Regions from separate parts of the Gossypium hirsutum genome. Here region 2 is linked to region 1. A link is a contact called in public Hi-C data. All regions are on one chromosome and are shown on one strand. Each heading gives the region's core, a stretch centred on a gene start, on an enhancer-like site or on the middle of the called end of the contact. The rest is flanking DNA. Distances are from core to core; before and after follow the strand shown. Region 1 holds the start of LOC107911431 (benzyl alcohol O-benzoyltransferase). Region 2 holds the start of LOC107913561.

Region 1 (7,346 bases), core at 3,510-6,009:
TCCTACTTTTTATGTGTCTCAATTGAAGAAGCACATTGGTTCAACTATGAGTGCTTCCACTTTTCCACCAATTGGTTCTGATGGTGCCCTTCTTAAGTCACCAGTTCGAGTGTTAGATTGGTGTCTGGTCAAACAGGGTAACCAAGCTGCAATGGAGGTATTGGCCGAATGGGCAGACACTTTTCCGGAGGACACCTCGTGGGAAAAATTGCTGGACCTGCAGCGTTGATTTCCAACATTTGATCCTTAAGGACAAGGATCTCTTCCAGGGCGGGAAATTGTTATGGTTTAAATAACGGTCACATTTTCTTTTATATTTCAGTTAAGACTGTTAAAACTAATTAGTTAAACGCTGCGTTTTATACTTGAGTGAGTTAGTGATACGGTGAGTTTCAACTAGTTGGAAAACGAGTGCGTTTTAGTCAATTAGAGGAATTACGATTATTAGGTCATTATATTGCTTGTAACCGACTGAAGGAGGGTACAAAATTTGAAAACTATTTTTAGACTCTCTTCTCTCATTCTTCTTCTCTCTGGATTTCTTCTCTCTCTTCTCTGTTTCTACATCTCTTCCAGATCCGTACTCAACATTTTAGCTATTAAGAGATTAAAGGAGGAAGAAAATTTGTGTAATGAACTTGGTGATGGATCAGTGACCATTAATGAAGGAAATGGAAGGGTAAACATGGAAAACGATGGCGGCACCGGCGATAAGAGGAGCTGGATGAATACTGTTCAACTCTGGAACTCCGATTTCGACAACGTTGATTAGGACAAGAGTCCAAACACAGTTCTAGACTGAAACTGGTAATATCCCAAACCAAGTGTGTGATTTTAATCTTGTTTTATGGAACAATATTTTCTAATGTTTTTAAGGGGGTTTGACTTTCGAGTTTGGTAGAGAAGTGAAGATATGTTTGAGGACCCAATTGAATTTTTAATAACAAAAGATTCAGACAAATGAATAAGGAAAATTTAGATTTTTCTCTTATGACCCCAAATTTTGATTTTTTTAATTGGAATTAATGAAAAAAAAAACTGAAGATCCATGGAGAGGTTGAAATGTGAAAGAGATGTTGATGGTGGTAGAGAGTCTTTGAGATTTGAAAGGGGGCTGAGTCGATTTTAAAAATAGTTTTTTTAATGATTTTAGTATAAACTATGTGTATTTTTTAAATATTAATTTATTATTTTAAATAAAAGACAACGTAGTTTTTATATATTTGTTAAATTAAATATAGTTTTTTTTAATATTTGTGTATTCTTTTTTTATTTTTTTTAAGAATTAGAATCAATTTGAGATAATTTATAATGTTGATGGTTAATTTTTTTAAAATCATGATTAAATTAACACAATATGTAAAAATTGAAATTTTTTATTATACCAAGTTTTGGACTACTAGCTCACCCTTCTGGCAAATAATTACATAACGGAAATGGATCAAAAAGAACAAACCTGATTAGTTGAGTGACCATTTTAAAACTTTTAAAAGTTGAATAACCAAAAACAGACTTCTAAGCATAATTGGGTGACCTGCAATGGAGTTTACCCATATAATTTATATTATATTAAATTGTTTAAATCTTATTTATTATTATATTTAGTTTTTAAAATAATTTATATATCATTCATTTTACAAATAATTTATATTAATTACTCAAAAGGTGTTTGAAATTTATATTTCATGTATCATTATATTAAATTATTTAACTTTCTTTTTTACTTTTTACTATCGTATCTAAAAATGACATTTTAATATTCAATTACAATTTTTGGCAGCACACTTATAATTAATGAATCATACTTTTTCACAGTATTTCTCTAAATTACTTTTAAAAATCATTTATTTTAAAAGCAGCTTTTGACCGCAACAACAATGGAGAACCAATATTAAGTCGCTCTGTTTAAAGCTAATTTAGCATTAAAGTTAAAAAGTGCAGTAAAAGAACTTTTGAAAGTTTGATAGTGTTTATCATGATATTGCAAAGTATAAAACGAGATAAAAAGATAATCTGATTAAAAAATATTTTTACAAAAGTCAAAAGCTAAAATACATCTATTTAAAATGACTGAAATTAATGTTTAAGAGTTGTGGTTTTAATGGTTGTCAGGTGGCTTCGTTATGACCGGAAACACCATTGAAGACGCGTCGACTGTTAGAATTTTGAGAAAATTGTACGGGGGAGTATTGCTATTTAATTTTTTTAAAATTTAAACAATTAAAACTATATTATTAATTAAAAGATTAAATAGAAAAATCAGAACATAAGAAATTATTATCATATTAAAACTAAATAAAATTGAATTAGGCCTTATATTAATCTTAAATTGCACTTTTATTAAAGTATAAAATATTCTAATTTATAGATAATTAACTATTATCTTACTGCACATATTTTAATCATTTTATATTACATGAAATAAAAAATTATTAGATAAATAAAAATAACTAATCGTGTATCTTTAAATAATAATTATTTACATTAAAATAAAGTTACATAATCAAATAAATTGAAATAAAATAATTAAAGACAATTGTATGTTTATTAAAAAAAAAGTGTCAGTTGTGTATTACATTATGCATATAATATTAATTATATATAATTATCTCATATAATATTTATCACAATTTTTTTTATAAGAAAAGAATAGTTGAGTTATTTGAATCTAATATCTACGAATGCAAGTGTTGTTGCTACTTACATTTTTCATTTTACTAGATATATCATATGAATTGTTATCATATTTTCTTTAATCATACTAAAAGATATTAGATTAAATATTTAGATAGCTTGTAAATAGATTTATAATGTAGAAATTTATTATTATTGGTATTATAATTGGATTAAAAAATCCCAATTCAATCTGTTCGTACCGTTTCTTGTTCTAATCAATTTAAAGTCACTTTTTAGATTTCGATCCAGTTCAAACAATACTGTTTTGCTCCTGTTACTTACTAAACTGGTTGTTAAACCAATAGTAAATTTGTAGTATATTGTGGTTGGGAGGAGATTACAGAGGGTTAAGCAATGAAAGTGATTATTCTACAAACCGGATGAAATAAACAGGGATTTACTGTGGAACTCCAATTCCTTGGCAAATATATCCATGGCTGGGGCTGGCAAACAAATTGAGATAGCAATTCCACCCTTGATTGCCACTAAATTAACGCATGGGGAGGCAGCAGGTAATTTAGCACCCAATCCAGCTTTTGCAAGCCCTCCATACACTGCCTTACCCCACCCAAAATCCACTTCTTCAAATCCTGCGCGTGTTACGTCTGTTACCACGCATGACCCGGCCATAGGGTAATGGGGTCGACCCTTCATCACCATTAAATCCGCCACCGATTTCACATACTCTCCGCTCACCCTCTCCTTGGCTTGTTTCACCAGTTTTACTGCATACCCTAATGGGTTTTGGCTAAGTTTTCTAGCTGTTGTTATGGCAGCTGGGAACACCACGGCGTTACCGTAATATCCTGATGGTAATGGAGGGCTCAACTTTGAGCGTACATTAACCATGCATAGCAAGCGGACCTCTTCGTCAGGGTGGGGTTTTAGGGCAATGGTTCGACAGCGCCATATGCAAGCTGCTAAGACTTCAAACCTCGAACATTGGCCAAGGGTGTTGGATAGAAGTTTGCGAAGAGTTGAAACTTGGTTGGGGCCAATGGAAAAGGAGCGGTGGACCGTGTTTTCGGATGGGTTACTTGTGATCGTGCCCTCTTCGACTTGGTTGTACTCGCGGTGCAACAATGAGACTCGTGGAGGATCTCGAGCATTTAAAAGCTGCCTCTCCCATACGGGTTGGATTGAAGGGGCGACTGCTCCACGCCCTATCTCCGCCATGCCTAAAATCAATTGCATCATTCCACTAACGTCGCTCATCACGTGGTTTACACTGATTCCTAATATGAAACCTCCGCATCTCAACCTTGTTACCTGTAATTCAATTTATACATCTCATTCAAAAATTCTCATTTATCATATAGTTTAATACAAAAACACAAATTCAAATTTAATAAAATATATATATACAGTTAACTGTATATAAAATCATTGCATGTAACTAATTATTAAATAAAGAAAAAGAAATTTTTACTCAATGAATCAACTCAGATCTGAGAAACTCAGCGTATCTCCAAGCTCATAAGAAATTGGAGGTATATTTAAGAAATACCTGAATGAACAACAAGGGGTCATTCAGCATCCTTTTAGGGTTAGGAACATCATAAAGGAGCTTGTCAATGCAAGGAAATGGTGGTTGAAGTATATCCCCGAAATCCTGGAGTGCAACATCCGCATTGGCTTCGATATACAAGGCACCTTCGCCAGTACAATCCACACTAAGCTTGCAGTTAGGTCCTTCCCTTAACCTACCAGCAAATGGATAATAATACACTAGAGTTTGTGCCAGGGCCCCCCGTATAACCGCAGCAGGGTCTTTCCCTATCATGGAAGGATTATATCTATAAAATTGGATCACCGGGATATAAAACCGGAGACTCTCCTGGTCATCGATGTCGGATAACAGTTTGCACTCATGAGGGGTGGGCCTTGCCGGAGCAATAAGTTCTGGTTTACGTCTTCGGACGTTGAAAGCTAGGGTAGTGGAGGGTGGTGGTGCCATTGGCGGTGAACTGAGTGTTGGGTGCTGAAACTTGGGCACCTACAAGACGTATACATATAGCAAAGGAAAATTGATATAATGGCTGGGGTTCTGTTTGCTACAAAAATTTTGGACGTGGGCATTGACCGCTTGTGAAGTGGACTAATTTGTTCTGTTCTTGCAAACAAAAATGAATAGAGGGGAAGAAACTTTATCTTTTCAAACCAACACGTTTTAACCAGTGGTCACAATTCGAATTAAATATAATATTATAAATTTAAGATGACACCGATCTAAAATTTGATTCAAAGATGGGGCCAAATGTAAATATCATTCCTTAATACTTCTTCAATGTACATATATTTACAAAGAAAACATCAATGGGTCGGCTCAAATTTATCGAATCATATCTTTTTAGATGTATACCACAAAATAAGTCATTATGTTCTCTATTTATTTAACTAATGTCGATTCTTTCTTTTTTTTTTTTTCTAAAATTTAGAAGGATTAAACCAGTGCATGTTCATGTATCTAGAATAAGGAGAAATAAATGGAAAAAAACTAAAAAAAAATTAAAATCAATTATAAACCTAGGCTTCATAAAATAATACACCCTTACATCTCTATTTTAAAAATGATTGAGCTATCAAATTTAATTTTTAAAGTCTCAATTTAAATGAATATTCCATATAATATTAACATTTTAAATTTAAGAAATAAAAAAAAAAGTACACTAGATAATAAAATTTCTATATAAAAGAAATTGAAAGATATCACCCTACATCCAAAGTATATTACAAATTTTAGCATAATATAAAAATAAAAATTCCCTTTTTTTTAACAATCATTAATGTACGCGCTTGTTTATGTCAACTCTTTTTTAAGAGACATGTTTGCCTTTATTCCAGTTTTTTGAATTTCGGATATTTCTATGTGTACCTTTTCTGGTAATACAAGCTTACCAAAATTAAATATTTGGGTTAGGTACTTATTTAGTATTTAACTTTTTTTTTACTTAATTGAAACCTATTTTAAAAATTATAAATTAATTTGGTACTCTTTTTAAGTACTTCATTAATGCCGACAAAATGTGTTGATATGATACTAATAATCACTATCATGGTGACACGTGGTAACTTTACATTTTGATATGTGAAAAAATAAAAATATAAAAAATTATATATTTTTGACATAAGCAGATGAACCTGGACAAAAAATTGTCTAGGTTAATTCTAGACATATATTTTTGTATTTTATATGTTTTAAATTTTTTTATAACACATTAGATTACTATTTTGAAGTTTAAAATATATAAAATCTAAAAAAATATATTTCAAATAATATTTCATACAGTTAGTTCTCCAAGTTCATTCTAGTGTCAAATAATATTTTTAATACCTTTTTTAGATTTTATATATTTTAAATTTCAAAATAATAATACTAATATGAAATTTTTGATATGTTATAAAAATATATATAAAAAAATACTAAAAAAGTATGTCTAGAATAAACATGGAAAAATGATTTCCAGATTTTGATTTATCCAAGTTCTTTTCTTATGTGTAAAAAAAATTATATTTTTTAATAAATTTTATATATAATTTTATTTTTCTTATAATTTTTTTACCACATGTAAGGCTATTACGTGTCATCATGCTATTATTCACTTGTACCACATCAATGTATTTAACCGAATTGGTTAGGTACCTAAAACTTGTAACATGATTGAAAGAAATGTCACAATTATGGAAAAAATGTTTTTAGTGGTTACTGAAAGATAATTAAAAAAAAAATCTAAAGATCAACATTTCGAATTAAACTCCATGTCATGGCTTGATGGTTAAGGGTGTTCACTACTTTAGGTGTGACTTGGGTTTAAGTTGCATTTGTTGCGTTAGTTGTTTAAATATTAAATTTATTAAAATAACATTATTTTTGGAATAGTTAATCTAAAAATCAAATCATCCAATAGAGTCTCAGTAGGAGTATGATTCCTCCACTGCTCAATTGTCAAAAGACCATCCACCAGCCACCAGAATGACGTCATCACAACCGCAGGCACCGCCATGTCCGGTGGTGTCATGGCAAGTGCGACACCCTCACGGCACCCTAAGCCGATTCGGCTTTTGCCAGTTCGATCTGGGCCTAGTGACGACCTGACCTGTCTTGTCCAGCCACCGGCTAGATCGTCGGCTCAGTTTCACATAGCATGCTTGGTTCAACCAGCTTTTAGGTCTCAGTTTTGGGCCACCACTTACCACTTGTATTAGAACACGAGTTACATACACATGGTTAGTGACTAGCTCAGGATTTAGGTAAATCACACCATAAACGTCACAAGTGAATTAATTCACAAACATATTCAAAATTAATTCATCTTGAGTTCAGTCAAATGTATCATTCTTCCAATGAATACATCTATATCTCTACTCGTGAAGTCGACTGCTCTGATAGCCAAGACTAGCCATCTCCCCAATTGGAATTGTAGAGCACATAATAATCCTTCTAAGTATTTGAATCAAATGTTCACTTTGATTCTTTTACAGGATTATGGTCTCGTTTAGATTATCTACTAAAGTAAGTTACATTTTTCGCAATGTAAACGTTCTTATAGTGCCACTTATCATCAGTTTGAAATTAGGCAATCAATAAGCTAATATTTGTTTGTCACAATTTTACTATGTATGCAAAATATGAAAGACAAAAACACAAAAGATATAATAATGAAATGTGC
Region 2 (6,709 bases), core at 1,719-4,218, 140 kb before region 1:
GCTTGCATTTTTAGGAAAACCAAATACGAAACAGAACCGACATCTCGATGAGGAGGAGCACGACATTACGACGACGCAAAGAACGAAGTCTCGATAAGGCAAAAGGTGTTAAAAAAATCTGGTTTGAAAACGATTTTCTTGTACAACAAAAAGTTAAAATTTTAAAAACCGACCTAGTTTATGATATTTATGGCAATAGACCAACCCCTTTAAAGGTTTAGCTACTGATGCCGGAAATACAACTAACAACCATGAGAATGAAAAGAAAAAAAGTCATTAATGTAAAGCTTTAAAAAATATAAAACTTTATATTTTTATGCAAGAAAGCTTAAAGAACATTCAACAAAAAAACATTCAATAAAAAAATCTAAAGTAACAAATATAAAAGGAACAAACTTTAATAGATTTAAAGTAAAAGAAATTGAAATACATCAAACTAAAGCTAGAAATGTCATTACAACCAAATCACAGGGATTGAAAGTGCAAATAAACCTAGGCTACAGTGATAACTAACTTAACTAACTACAAGAACACTAAGAACAAGAAGAAAGTGCAGGAAAATTAACTTTAAAACTAAGAAAGGAGAAGAGAAAATATAAACCCTAGAAAAAGTTGCAGAAAAACCAAAAGAAAACCTAGAGAAACTAAAGCTAAAACTAAGCTAATGTTTGTATCCTGCTCTTCTTGGGCTTGTGTGATTGGTGCACCGGGTGGACAAATATTACCCTTTTTGTCCAATTTTATCCCCTCACTATATCAGTATCGCAATGCACAAGAAGAGGATATCACGATACCCCGGTTAGTTTTGAACTTGGGGGTCTTCTTAGAGGGTGGATATCGCAATACCCAAAGTGGATATCACGATACCTTCTCATTTGGTGTCGCTTTCACTCGTTTTTAACCTCCAACACGTCCTTACACCACTCAACCATATGTTAAGACCCCCAATAGCACTATTGGTCAAATTAGGTCTCCAAATGAGTAAAAACGAGACATTTACACTTATTAACTTAAAATCGAAAAATCATGAAAAACTACAAAAAAAATACTGCTTTGCTTGAGAATAAACTCCATAAATATACCAAGAAAGCCTAATTATCATATCAAATTACGGTAGATCGATGGACTAACTAAATCAAGCTCTCACGACCTCAAAAATATAAAAATTATAAGAAAATAACTAAATTGCAATTACATATTTTTAACCGAAAGCTTCGAACTCCAACCTAGGTTTTCTTCTTCAATTTTCGATGCATGGGGAAAAAGAAGATAATGTTCTTCTCCCCCCCCCCCAACTTTAATATATATACATATAATTAGTTAAATTTAAACTTAGTTAATTAAAACTTTAATTAATTAACTAATTGTTTTCTTAATCTACCCGTCCACTATATTATGCTTTATTAAGGTCTAATTGTTATTCTATGTATTTAGTTAATTGTAATTTGAGTAAATTCATTCACTAATTAAAAATCTATAGTGGTTAGACTTTACAATTTAATTTATGGGTCTTAATTAACTATAATTTCGGTTAAACTACTTATTTAAAATTCAATTCACCCATATAATAACTCTATAAATATTTTTATTAGATATTTACGAGCTCAGTTTATGGAAACAAGGTCCCGAAATTGCCTTTTCTGACGCCATTGGAAATCAGGTCATTATAGGATTGATTAGACCAAAATCGGTGGGGATATCGATTCGAATAAACTCATTAGACCGGTTGACCTTAGAACCAGATGTTGAACTGATTTTATTTTTTTTAAAATATTTTTTTTTATTTTTTATTGTTGTATTTGATTGAACTAAACGGATCAGTCGATCTGGCAAATCTCTGGCTTAATCGGTTTAACCACCGGTCCGATTCTGAAAACCTTGGTTAGAATATTTCATTCTGACATATGCTAATAATTGGATAATGAAATTTTGGTTTGAAAAAAATATTAAAAATTAAAAAATTTGTTCAACTGTGACCTTGTTGATTTCGGTCTAATCAGTCCAGTTCAAGTTTTTATGTGTTTTTTTTATTTTTTATAAGTTTATATCAATATTAATAGTTTTTCTAATATTTTACAATTTATTATTATTTTTTAAGAATTCTAATATTTTTTTTATTTTAAATATTTTAATTAAGTTTTATTAATTTTATATTTTTTTTATAATTTATTAGATTTAATTAGATTTTTTATATTTTATAATATTTATAACTTTTTTATAATTTTAATAAGTTTATATTAATTTTTATATTTTTATAATTTTTTTATGCTTTTTTATGAGAAAAAATATTAGATTAAACCAGAAGCTGCCACGTATCACTATCTGATTGGTCTGTCAATTTATTTTAACAGTCAACGTGGCCAATAACAGTTAATGGAAGGGCTTAATTGATTATTTTAGTTAACGGAAAAAACTTAATTGGGCACGAATTTAATACAGGGGCTTAATTGGTTTTTATTTTATTTTCTTAAAGGTTTTTTTTATTTATAAGCTTAAAAAAATTATGATAAATTTATTAATGTTTATAATAAATATGAGTTATTATCAACTTCTTATACCCTCCTAAAGAAGTTAACCTCTTAATTTTACAAAAGTGTTTTACTTTATAATTTTTAGTAAATACGTTAGTAAATAAGAATAATTTTATTTTTGATTTGGTTTTTTAGGTTAGATATTATGGGTGTGATTATTAATGTTAAACCAACTTTTTGAATGAGAGAAAGGAAACAAAAGTAGGATGAATATTTTTAATTAGAATGTTACATGGTAACTTTATATTTTTAGATTTTCCAATTTAAACTTTATATATATATATATATATTAATTTAGAATGTTGCATATGTTGTTATCCTTGCTGTATTATTGCAAAAGAGATACATTTATTTTTTATGACTAAAATTAATATTATTATTAAGTGCATTTACAATATAATTGGTTTTGCAAATATTGAAAGGAGATAATACGGTCCTACAATTTAATCATTGTAATATTGTAGCATTACTTAAATTATAATTATAGTATTTTTATTTATTTTAAATATTAAATACACGTGGGAAGTATATATCAAAAGTCGAAATAAGAGTATAAGAGGAGGTAAAGGGCGGGAATGAACTCTTAATTTTGGGGCCTTCCCTTATAATTTATCTGTTTTGCAGTTTTGGTTGTTTTTTCAGCTCAAGCTTATTTTCCAAATTACTGGCAAAGCGGCTAATCTCCCCCACAACCATACTAACAAAAACAAACCACTTCCCCTTCAATGCTATTTTCATTCAATTCCTTCAACTTCCATGGGATCCCTACACTTTCCCTTTTTCTTCACCTCCCATCCTATACACAAATTACATCAAACACCATTCAATGCAAGAAACTAAACAAGGAGATGCCAGAATCTACATTGTCTCCACCATTTTCTTCCTCTGCATCTGCACGGGGGGCGCCTTCTTATGCCTTTACATGTTACAACCCAAGGCCAAATCCGCATCCTGGTATCCTGTTGTTGGGATAGTTCTCATTGGCATTCCCTGGATCTTTTGGATTGCTACTTACCTATATAGGTGTTTTGAAGATTGCGTTTGTGGAAGCAATGGAGGGAATCTTAACAGGGAACTTAGCAGTTTAACCAAGAAACAGTCTTGCGCTGCTGATGGACATGTAGGCAATTCGATGGATTCATTGGAAAATGAAGACTCACCGCTGGGATCGCCTGATGGTGATAATCGTCGTGTTCCTTTCGGTAACATTGTCAACAAACATGGGGGTGATAGTCCACGCAAAGGTGCACGACCTCTCTGAAACAGCACGGAAAGGTAAAGAGAATGATAATCATATTTCAGCTGCATCTCGTAAAGGCGAACCACCACTAATAGTGTTGGATTCATCTAAGGTTTCTTCTCCCTTTCTTTCTTTCTTTCTTTTTTTTTTTCCCATATATTTGTAACATTAAGGATATACTGAGATCCCAAATTCTTGTTCTTCCATTCTGGTTGACAAGATATTGGATTGCTGTGCCTTCAATTACATCTTATAAATAATAACAAGCTAAACTGAACCAAATAATAAATACTTTAAAATGATCTTTTTTATTAATAGGATAAACTTAACATAAATAAATTTAACTTTATTATTATAGAATGTTTAATTGTTAAGAGTGATTTATGCAATTATATTCTACTTATTTCATTTGGAATTTTGAAGAATAGAGGATCTTAGATACACAAAATATACCCACAAAGATAAATAAGAAAGTATGATTATAATTTTCCATAAAATTTACATCTTAGAACTCAACTAAACTGAAAATACAACCAAAAATTATAAAAGCATTTTCACATTTTGAAGACACAGAGAAGGTACGAAAGCATGTTCCCTTTGCAGTAAAAAGATTATAAGACATTAAAAGATTATCCTAAGGCAACTTTTGAACCTTGATAAGAAAACAACCGTATAGAATTCTTGTAGCTTATTTCTGCAAGTTCCTCTTTACTAATTTCCAGCAAATTTGCAACATAATCAAGCACCTGAAGGAAAAGAAAAAGTGAAAAAAATTAAGAAATCTGAATGTTACAAACGGTGTGAATTGCATATGGCAGCATACCATGTGATCAAAACTAAATGATGACACCTCAAAAAAATTCAACTATCAGTCGTAGATGTGATAACAAAATATTTCGATGACTCTAAACTTATTGAGGTTCCATCTTCAGACCAACCCCGTCCCAACATATTAGTGCTGCTGGTAATTAGAACTCAACCCAAATAAGATCATAGTCTCCTATGCTTCCTTTATATCATATACAAATCAGATGGTACTAAGTAAGCTATGAACATCACATTTATTTTCAACTGGAGAAAACAAACCAAAAATCCATAAGCTTATAAATGAAACATGATATGTACCAGAGGTGAAGGGTACTGTCCTTTATTAATTTTGTTTTAGGCTATTTCCTATGTAATTATATTTCTTGAGTTTCTACGAGAATAGGTGCCAAAAGTAAGGTATTAGATAAAGATGTAAGCAGTCTACAGGCATATGGAAAAGATACCCATCAGTTGAACTAGAAATTATACGTTATGTATGTTTGCCGGATGATTAAGCATGTCTTTTGGCAATGAAGAAGCGTCTCTTGAGGTATCAGATGAAGTGCTAACATTTGAAGCAGCAGTTCTCCCATGAGCAAAAATTTCTTGTGGAAGGGAAGGATCTTCGTCGACCAAAAATAGAGAGCTTAACTCTAAATGTGGCAATGCATCCGGAGCATCCGACTCTAAGAGGATCCTTTCCAAAGGTATCTGCAGGAATTTCAGAGGTAAGACAATTGTATACTTTGTTACATGATGATCAGATCAATGGAACAATAAACTCGATGAACTAACCGTCTTCAACATTTTCTTGGCCTTCTGCACTTTCATGGGCATGATGTATCCGGATAATGAGAAGTAAGCACCAGATTTGACAAATTCAGGAACCATCTCCGCAGAACCTAAGTAAGAATGGAGGAGGAGACCATCTGGGAAAGGCCCAATGTCCCTGAGGATATTAATACATTGCAGTAAGGAAACACATACATTAACTAAAGCATCTTACATGTACATCAGTAAACAAGCAGCTAAGATACATGCCTGATAATGAGCACTTCTATCAAAGACACTAATAGTGATAAGATACATTGCAGTAAGGAAACATATACATTAACTAAAGCATCTTACATGTACATCGGTAAACAAGCAGCTAAGATACATGCCTGATAATGAGCACTTCTAGCAAAGACACTAATAGTGATAAGTGCCAGAGATTTCGAAGGCTTTCTTGCCTTCATTATGTTATTTGTTATCTACTAAGTGGCAGATCTTAGAGAAATTGTGCTGAAACATTTTCTAAATAGTCCCTAATAATTTGTTTAAGAGAAAATCTCAGTTACAAATAGATGTAGAGAAAGTCATACTTCACTATATGAAGGAGGTCGCCAAATGCACGAACACAATGGACTGATGCTGGTTTTTTCAGCTCTTTTGCAAGCTGTAGCTGTTGCCTAAAGACTTCAATCTGGAAGATAGAACTTAAAGATTCAGAAAACTTCACGAAAATGCCTAGTATACGTGCACACACACCAAGTAATGGCAACATGTAAACAGGATGCAAGTCTTTTTGTTATGCATGGAGCTGCTCTTTTTGCCTTAGAGAAAACAGAAAGTATGCTGCCTTATGAAAAAGTAGAATTAATAAAAAATAAATGACAATCAAGATAGCACAAAAACAGTGAGGACCTGATCATTAAAATCAATCTCCCTTCCTTTTGAACCTTTGTCCAAGCCAATCTGAAATGTGCAAAAGCATGTTGTTATTAGAGAGGTAGCTATGAAAAAATATAAATCCAAGCACAATAGTGTAAGAATCTAGTCCTGAAACCTTCTGTTTTAATATTTTCTTTTTTACCATGAAATTTGGAAAACTGAAGTTAGAACTCTACATCAGACCTATGGACTGCACAATTAAAATAAAACTAAATACCCTTGGTTAGATATTAAGAAATTAAGTAGAATTAGTGGTAAAAGAAATAAATTTACCTCTCCAACAGCAGCAGAAGGAGTGGTTTCAAAGAATTCCTTGAGAGTAGTAAACCAATTTGGACTTCTCTGAGGAACATACCTGCAACAAATGAAAACAGTAAAAGAGAAGAGCCTAAAAACTACATCTAAGTATTCATTTTAA

What was found. A called contact is a pair of places that touch in the nucleus more often than the background predicts.
Region 2: a contact with region 1 is called in a Hi-C map of leaf, with 1.9 times the contacts expected there. The contact joins the promoter of LOC107913561 here to the promoter of LOC107911431 in region 1. A contact is called at or near these places in 3 of 34 Hi-C or Micro-C datasets (callus and leaf).

The regions. Positions count from the first base shown.
Region 1 is chrD11:48,145,073-48,152,418 of Gossypium_hirsutum_v2.1, reverse strand. LOC107911431 (benzyl alcohol O-benzoyltransferase) reads right to left here and starts at 4,759. Exons shown (of 2, transcript XM_016839255.2): 1 at 4,184-4,759; 2 at 2,843-3,945. The coding sequence starts at 4,633. The coding sequence ends at 3,046.
Region 2 is chrD11:48,288,394-48,295,102 of Gossypium_hirsutum_v2.1, reverse strand. LOC107913561 reads left to right here and starts at 2,968. Exons shown (of 1, transcript XM_016842193.2): 1 at 2,968-4,257. The coding sequence starts at 3,358. The coding sequence ends at 3,792. It overlaps LOC107913559, which reads right to left. Exons shown (of 8, transcript XM_016842190.2): 3 at 6,565-6,646; 4 at 6,265-6,315; 5 at 5,943-6,043; 6 at 5,374-5,527; 7 at 5,068-5,289; 8 at 4,234-4,517. The coding sequence ends at 4,401.